2 separate regions of the Mus musculus genome follow, and region 1 is linked to region 2. Evidence: chromatin contacts called from public HiChIP or PLAC-seq data. All regions are on one chromosome and are shown on one strand. Each heading gives the region's core, a stretch centred on a gene start, on an enhancer-like site or on the middle of the called end of the contact. The rest is flanking DNA. Distances are from core to core; before and after follow the strand shown.

Region 1 (3,673 bases), core at 162-2,661, 220 kb after region 2:
CTCCGTTATCCAAGCAATCATAAACAAACTAGGATTTGAAAGAAAAGTCGGAGAGGAGGGAGGAGCAGGGGGAAGGGGAAACACACACACACACACACACACACACACAACACACACACACACAATCAAAAGGCGCAGGACTCTTTCTCTGAATATCGCCCTCAGGGTTATGTCGCAAAGCTCTGTGGTGGGAGCAGTAGGCAAGGTAGACAACCGGATCCGGGAAGCCCACTGACTGCGTCCAAGGTCCACCTATGACCACCTGAATCGCTTACTCCTGTAAGTTTGTGCGGCAAGAGGTGAGGAAGATGGGGTGACCCTGAGGCATGATGTGGAGCTGCAACTCTGATCTCCATGAAAGAAAAAAAACTTAACCCGCCCTCCTCCGCAAAATAAAATAAAATACGAAAGCCCACTGCCTTAACTCGGAAGAGGCGAGCATCTTGGTCTAGTAGACCAAAGCGCCCTAGAGCAGGGGAAGTAAGAGGCACCTGCTGGGATCCTGCAACTTCAGGCTTCCCAGATCCAGACCCCAGACCCAGCCACACTCTATAAAGTTTGTTCATCTTCTCCAAGCTCCCGGGGACCAGCTCCTGACTGGGTGGGTGAGGTGAGATGGGCTGCGAAGGTATGGAATCTCTGGCCCACGAGATCGGGGACCCCCTACGTAGCGTGTCCCCCCACCCCCATGCACACATAGTAGGGGTGTTGCAATCGAGTTTACTAATAACATCAACAAAGAATCACACGCCAGTCTCGGCTCAGTCCCGGGACTGCGCTTCACACAGCTTTTAGGGGGAGCGGGGGAGGGGACCAGGAGGGCAGAGGGAGCGCCAGCAGAGGGACAAAAAGGTGGGTAGAAAGGGCACGTAAAGAGAAGACGAAAAGAGTTGGTCGGAGACTAAGGCGCACCGAGAAGCCAGCGGGTGGGAAGGAAAGATCAGAAAGAAAGTGCAGCAGGCTAGGCGGGACGAGGGACGCGCCCGGGATGGAGAGGTGGCCCCCGCCCCCGGCCCGGTCACCTTGCTGTAGCCGTAGTACCCCAGGCACTGCGCGAAGTCCAGGCCGGCTGGGTCCCCGGCCGCCGCGGGGTAGAACCTCACATCCATGCCGGGGCCGGGGGCTGGGGGCCGGGGCTGGAACTCGCCGGGGCCGCTACCCGCCTCCTCGCGGCCGTACGATCCACCGTCGAGGACGCCCGGCCGGGGGCGCCCGGGGACAGCGCACGGGCCGTGGGACTGTAGGGGCGTCGCGCGGGGGCCGCCGACGAGCCCGGGAGCTGCGGCTGCAGCACACAAAGGCGCGGCCACGCGAGCCGCGGGAGAGCGGGAGGCGGCCCGAGGGACGCGCCCCACCGGGACACCGAAGCTGGCTGCGCGCGGGCCGGGCGCCCGGGGCGCGGGGCGCAGCGCGTGGGCCCGGGACGGCCGGCGAGCTCAGGTGCGCGGCGAAGCTGGGACGGCGGCGGCGGCAGCGGCGGCGGCTGGCCCCGCTCCTCCTCCCCGGGCGGACTGAGCCGAGGAGCCGCGGAGACAAGGGGCCCGGCCCCTCCCCTGCCGCTCCCCCTCCTGCCGCCGCCGGTCCCCTCCCCGCGCCGCTGCCGCTCCGCCCCTCCCACCGCGGGCAGCTGGCGCGCCGCCCGCCCCGCCGGTGCGCTCCGCCGCCGACCGCCTCCGGGCTCGCGCCCCGCCCCGCGCCCCGTGCAGCCCCGGCCACCGCGCGCTCCTCTCCCGGCCTCTCACCGTCCCACCCCTTCCCTCCCCGGTCCTCTTTGTCCCCGCGGCCTCACCGCTCTCCCCGCTCCCGGGCCTCCCTCGGCCTCCCCGCTGCTGCCAGCACCGTCCCTCCTCGAGTCCCACTCTTCTCCCGTGCGACCCTCGCTTCCCTTGGCCCCAGCATCCCAAAACCGTCCACTTCTCACCCAGCCCTCTCTTCTGCCCCTACCACCTCGTCCCAGTTCTTGCTGGTGGGGGACCTGTTTCCCAATCCCTCTACCCTACTTACTCTTCTACTTGGATATCCCCGGTATAGACTCAGCCCAGAAACTAACCTGTGCAGGTGGCTCCTGAGCCAGGAGCCGGAACCCCATGTACACCTGTGGTCTTTACCAGAGGGGTGTTAGGGCCTGACCTTTCACAAGTAAGCAGACTTGAAGCTTCCCAGGTTAAGCCTCAAGTCCGGTCTCTTTGTATTTTCTTTACTCTTGTTTGTTTTCGAAAGGCATTTGAGTAACTGGATCTAGGCGGATCACTCGCTGCTCTCCTAGAGAAAATGTCCCTCTTTTCCTAAAAGGTTCTGGGTGATTAACTTCCCCACGCTGCACCCACCCACCCTCTTATTTCTTTCTCTTTCTTTTAATCTACATTTCTCTCCCCCCACCCTCCGCCCCCATACCCCCACCATCACCACCACCCTTGGCTTTATTGCTCTGAGTTAATTTGAAAGTTTGGCCTTCAGCCTTGGCGCTAGAAAATGTTGGCTGAGCTGTGAGATCTCCCTTTCTCGGTTCAGTTATCTGCGAACTACTTTGAACTAGAAGGGAAAGATGTTAAACTATTTCAACTGACAGTCTCTAAAGGTGTGGGGCCTGGATCACTTCGCTGGTCTGGGACCTGAACTTTTCCAGACATGCACGGATTTCTAAGTGTTCTCCAGCTTGCAACACCTATGTGTACCTTCCTTCACTCAATACTATACTTCAGGAACCAAGCAAGAAAAATAAACTTCAATTAGGTGGAAATGTGTGTGTGTGTGTGTGTGTGTGTGTGTGTGTGTGTGTGTGTGTGTGTGTGTGTGTGTGTGTTCTTAGCAGAAACTTGTCAGGGGACTGCCTAAGAGAGCCCTGTGTATTCAGAGAAGGAACAACTCCCCACATTGTCACTGGGTTGACTCTTAATTCCCCCCTCCTGAAGAGGCTTTGGTCCCCTCTCCTGAGTCTCCATTTACTGTTGACAACCCAGCGGCGCTCCCTAATGGCCCAGCGGGTTGCACAAATTGGCAGTGTGCTGAGATGTTATCAGGACAACACCCCATTGAGTAAGTTCTTGAAACGGTGAAGTGGAGGCCCTTTCTCTGGGCCACTGGGCGCCTGTGGCCTTTCCACCAATCAGAACTAGAGGTTGCAGTGGCCACCTGTTGTCCCGAAAGAGAACATCTTTTAAGTTTCACTATGAGTATCTAACAATAGTGGCAAAGTGCAGGGTCTGACCAAGGGAGAGAAGAAACCGCTGGCCCAGGGTACCAGAAAAGAATATTCCTACCGGGTAACCCTTAAAGGGAGCAAGCATCAAAGGCCGGGCAGATGAGCTTTTCTCTCTGCACACTCCTATCTCTCCCTCACCTTACAGTCTATCTGCCTTGCATCTCAAGCAATCTGAGCTTGATTACAGAGGATGAAGTAAAGTATAAACAAAGTTGCCGAGGGAGAACCTGAAGTTGTAATCAGACCTCCTGAATCTGGCACATAAATACTCTGCTGCAGAAATCCCACTAGCTGCAGAAGCTGGAATTACAGGAGCTAGTGGGTTGCACTCATAGAAACTGTGAGAGCCTTGCCCCTAGACTCTCTGGGTTTAGGAATGCCTGCTCACACCCCATACCACTCTTGGCCACTATTTTAGATTTTTTGCTTTTCCCTATACAGCCTCTGCCTGTCACGCAGAAGCCTTTGAGA
Region 2 (3,485 bases), core at 365-2,864:
AATGTAAGTGAACTGAGAGTGTCAGCTCTGGTATGAAGATCTAAGGTCCCTAACCTTTGCTTCTAGAAGGAACCACCATCTGCATCATGGTTGACTACCAGTGAAGCAGCCATGTTCTTGCATGATGCTGGCCCTGTTTGATCCTTTAGGAGGAGGTAATTAGCAATCACAGTCCACTAAGTCTCTTCCTTAAAGACTTTAAGACTTGAAACCTAGAAAATAGAAGTCAAACATTGTCCAGGCACTAACGCTTGAATATAAAAATCAGGAGTCATAGGTGAACATGTTTCCTATACTCTGAAATGATAGAACTTGAAGCCAACATTTAGGGAGCTGCAAACGCAATAGTAGAGTATTTTATGATGTATCCTAATTCATGGTTAACATGGAATCCACTCTACCTCAGATTGTAGAACATTTTGGCATATTATGACGCTTTAGGGGGCAGGGCTTAGCTAAAGAACGTAGGTGACTGGAGTTGAGCCCTGGGGGCCAAATTATTCCTGGACCCTTTTGGGAGGCCACAAGTCAACATCAGATCTTCTCCTGGATGTGCCTCCATTTCTGAACCATGATATTCTGTTGAAAATGTAGCAAAATAAGTCTCTCCCCCTTTTCCTGTTTCTGTCAGGCTTTTTGTTAGAGTGATAGAAATAAGGAAGGCACTGGGGAGTCCCACTGGTCCCGGCCCATACCTAGAGGCTTGTTTAACCATTTCTTGGATGGAACTAATCATGAGTAGAGCAACCAGAGTCTGATGAAGACATAGGCTAGGTCACATGGATAGGGTAACAGAGCACAAATTCACAGTGCCACAGGAAGTAACTGTGGGTCTTCCATTGGATTGTAATTCCTGCACAAAGCCAGTGGCTTGTCATTTTGTCATTGGGACTGGCTAAGAAAACAACCAAACACTGCACTTTCCATATTGTTTTCAATGTTTTCCTGCCCTCAAAAAGGCATGCACATCTGTATGAATATAGATACTCTTGAATGTATTACTAGAGGACCAGACCTAGGTGACCTTTCGCATCCATCCTCATGGGATATGACATAATCTATTCTACTTTGGAAGCTGTTTACAGAGATAGGGGCCTTATTATCACCATGTCACCTTCTATTATATGATACCTTTGACGGGGATTTGGGTGTTTTCACTTTCTAAGCAGCTCCTGAGTGGGGCAACCCTCTGATAGGAATGTGTGAAGTCATACTCCAGGACTTCTCCGTCACATAGAGAAAACCCATAGCACAGCCAGGAACATTCTGATCTGAGTATTGGCCTCTTGGCCATTCCTTAAAATGTCATCTCAGGGTTTTGTATTTGTTGGGCCCTTTGGCTGGGAACATCTTTCCCTTAGACATAGCTTGATCTCTTGTTACCAGTAATTCCTAGAATGTCTCTTAATCACCAGACTTTCCCCACTCTCTCTATCTAATATTTTAAACCCCTGACCCACACCGATATCTTCCCCTCTCCACTGTTTCCTCTCATTAGCACTTACCATTCCCTAATGGGCTGTGTATTTCGTTCACTGCATTATTATCAACATTGCACCTCTGTGCTACAAGGACAGGGATGTTTATCCAATATGCTCGTAGCAAAACTCACAAGGCCTGGAAAGGTCCTTGGCAGGATGAGGCAGTCTGACACTTACTGAGGAAATGGACAGCGCCTTGGCTATTTCTACAGTGACTGGTGTCTCAAGAGTCATATTGAATCTTGATCTTAGGAATCCATTTTTCCAACAAGTTAGTGAGCCTCTACACAATATCCAAACACAAATGTCTTCCATCTGTAAATGTAACTTTCACTCTGTAGAATTGTCATCTCTGAGGCTTACTACCTCTTGTCTCCTTACCTAGGCCTAGTCCTGGAAGCTTCTAGACTTTGTACATCTTATCTAGGCCCAGAATGTTTTCAGCCTCTGATATTTACTGCTGAATATGCTCACCCTTTCTTGTTCTTTCTGAACTCTGGTTGGTTCAGCTCAGCTGCTCTAGTTCAAACTCCTCTTCTAGCTTACTGATTCCATCTGGCTTCTTTCTTATCCTCTGACTGAATTGCCCTGCTTGGCCTCATACTAACTTTGGCAATAGGCTCTAATTTTCTGGCTCCTCATTTCTCTGGCTGCTCTGTTTTCACCTGTGTCTAGCTTGTTTTCTCCCTGCAACCCATCTCTCTATAACTGGTTCTGTAAAACTGCCTCTTTCCTCTCTACTGCTCTCTCTTAAGTCACCTCTCTTTCCTTTCTGTTCTTGGGAGAGCTGAGCATCTCTTGTTCTGTCAAATCTTTCTCTGATCCATTACTTTGTCTGTGACTCAATTAAACATCACATTCAAACATGGGTGCTTTCTTCTACAAATTAATGCTATCTTCATTGTTTGAGATTAAAGATGTGTACTAAGGGAATGTCCATATTCCAGCCAGAAAGATTAAAGGTGTGTCTTAAGGTTGAGCCACACCACAACTAGAATAAGGGTTTTCCAGTAAACAACACAACCTTGGGGGTTCATACTGTGATCAAATATCCTGCAACATCCAACCGAACAGATTTCAAGCAACTTCCAAAACATCTAAAAATGTTTATCTTCCTGAGACAAGAAATAGCCTGGCCAAATCAAACTCAAGACTACCAGTTATGAATTGGCAGGGAGAAAAATGAAAGTGACAAGCCTATCTTGCCTAGCCATGGCTTTCCTAAGCCCCCAAGTCTTAGAACAAAAGCAAAGGGCTTCCCCACTGCCAACCTACCAACATTCTCTGCTTTGGCTTAGAGTCTTTCTAGCCTGAGAAAAATGGACACCAGAGGTGGGGAGTGGCCCTTGCAGGAGAGAGGTGATTCTGCTCCTTCACACAGAAGCCTTATATTTGTGTACCTTACTGACATCTAAATGCCTTCCAGATACCAGGTAGGTATGCGGTCTCAAAGGCCTTCCTAAAAGGCAATTAAGAGATGATACAATACTTCTGCCTTGGGAAAAGAAAAATCATGTTCTGACAGTATTGATAACTCAACTTTAAAAATTACATATTTTTTATTGATAAAATTGTATTAATACTATGCAATGTGGTCTCTGTGTGTGTGTGTGCGTGTGCATGTGCGTGTGTGTGTGTGTGTGTGTGTGTGTGTGTGTTTACCAAGCTATACAGTAGTAGATCTCAACGTATTTCTCCTGTCCAACTAAATTTTTCTGTCCCTCACTGAACACCGTCCCACACTTACACTGCAGTTCTTCCCTGGACACTACCAAGAATAGTTCAGAAGCTGAGTGTTTGAGATTCCACATGTAAGTGAGATGTTTGGCATCTGACTTTCTGTGCCTGGCTTATTTCACTTAGTATAACATCCCACTGATTAACCCCTGTTTCCATGGGAGCTAGCTTTCTTTAGCTTTCTTTCTTCTTTATGGCTGAAAATCTTCATACACAACATTGTCTTTATCCATTCACCCACGGAGGGATTAAAAATGTTTATTGTTT

What was found. HiChIP or PLAC-seq counts read pairs in DNA pulled down with a chosen protein or histone mark.
Region 1: a contact with region 2 is called in an H3K27ac HiChIP or PLAC-seq map of heart atrium, with 6 times the contacts expected there. The contact joins the promoter of Tox3 here to the enhancer-like site in region 2. A contact is called at or near these places in 5 of 39 promoter capture datasets (3T3-L1-derived adipocytes, cranial neural crest, embryonic stem cells and 2 more), 1 of 484 Hi-C or Micro-C datasets (cerebellar granule neurons) and 7 of 115 datasets of contacts at active chromatin or transcription factors (astrocytes, embryonic forebrain, embryonic stem cells and 2 more).

Annotation. Positions count from the first base shown.
Region 1 is chr8:90,346,841-90,350,513 of GRCm38.p6, forward strand. It overlaps Tox3 (TOX high mobility group box family member 3), which reads right to left and starts at 1,412. Exons shown (of 7, transcript NM_172913.3): 1 at 1,023-1,412. The coding sequence starts at 1,109.
Region 2 is chr8:90,131,562-90,135,046 of GRCm38.p6, forward strand. No RefSeq gene overlaps it. Among named protein-coding and RNA genes, the nearest start is that of Tox3, 210 kb to the right of the region's middle. Within about 2 kb of position 1,615, at least 3 of the 459 cell types and tissues checked have an H3K27ac peak or open chromatin away from gene starts, as enhancers often do. A contact at or near this core is called in heart atrium, where this site is marked.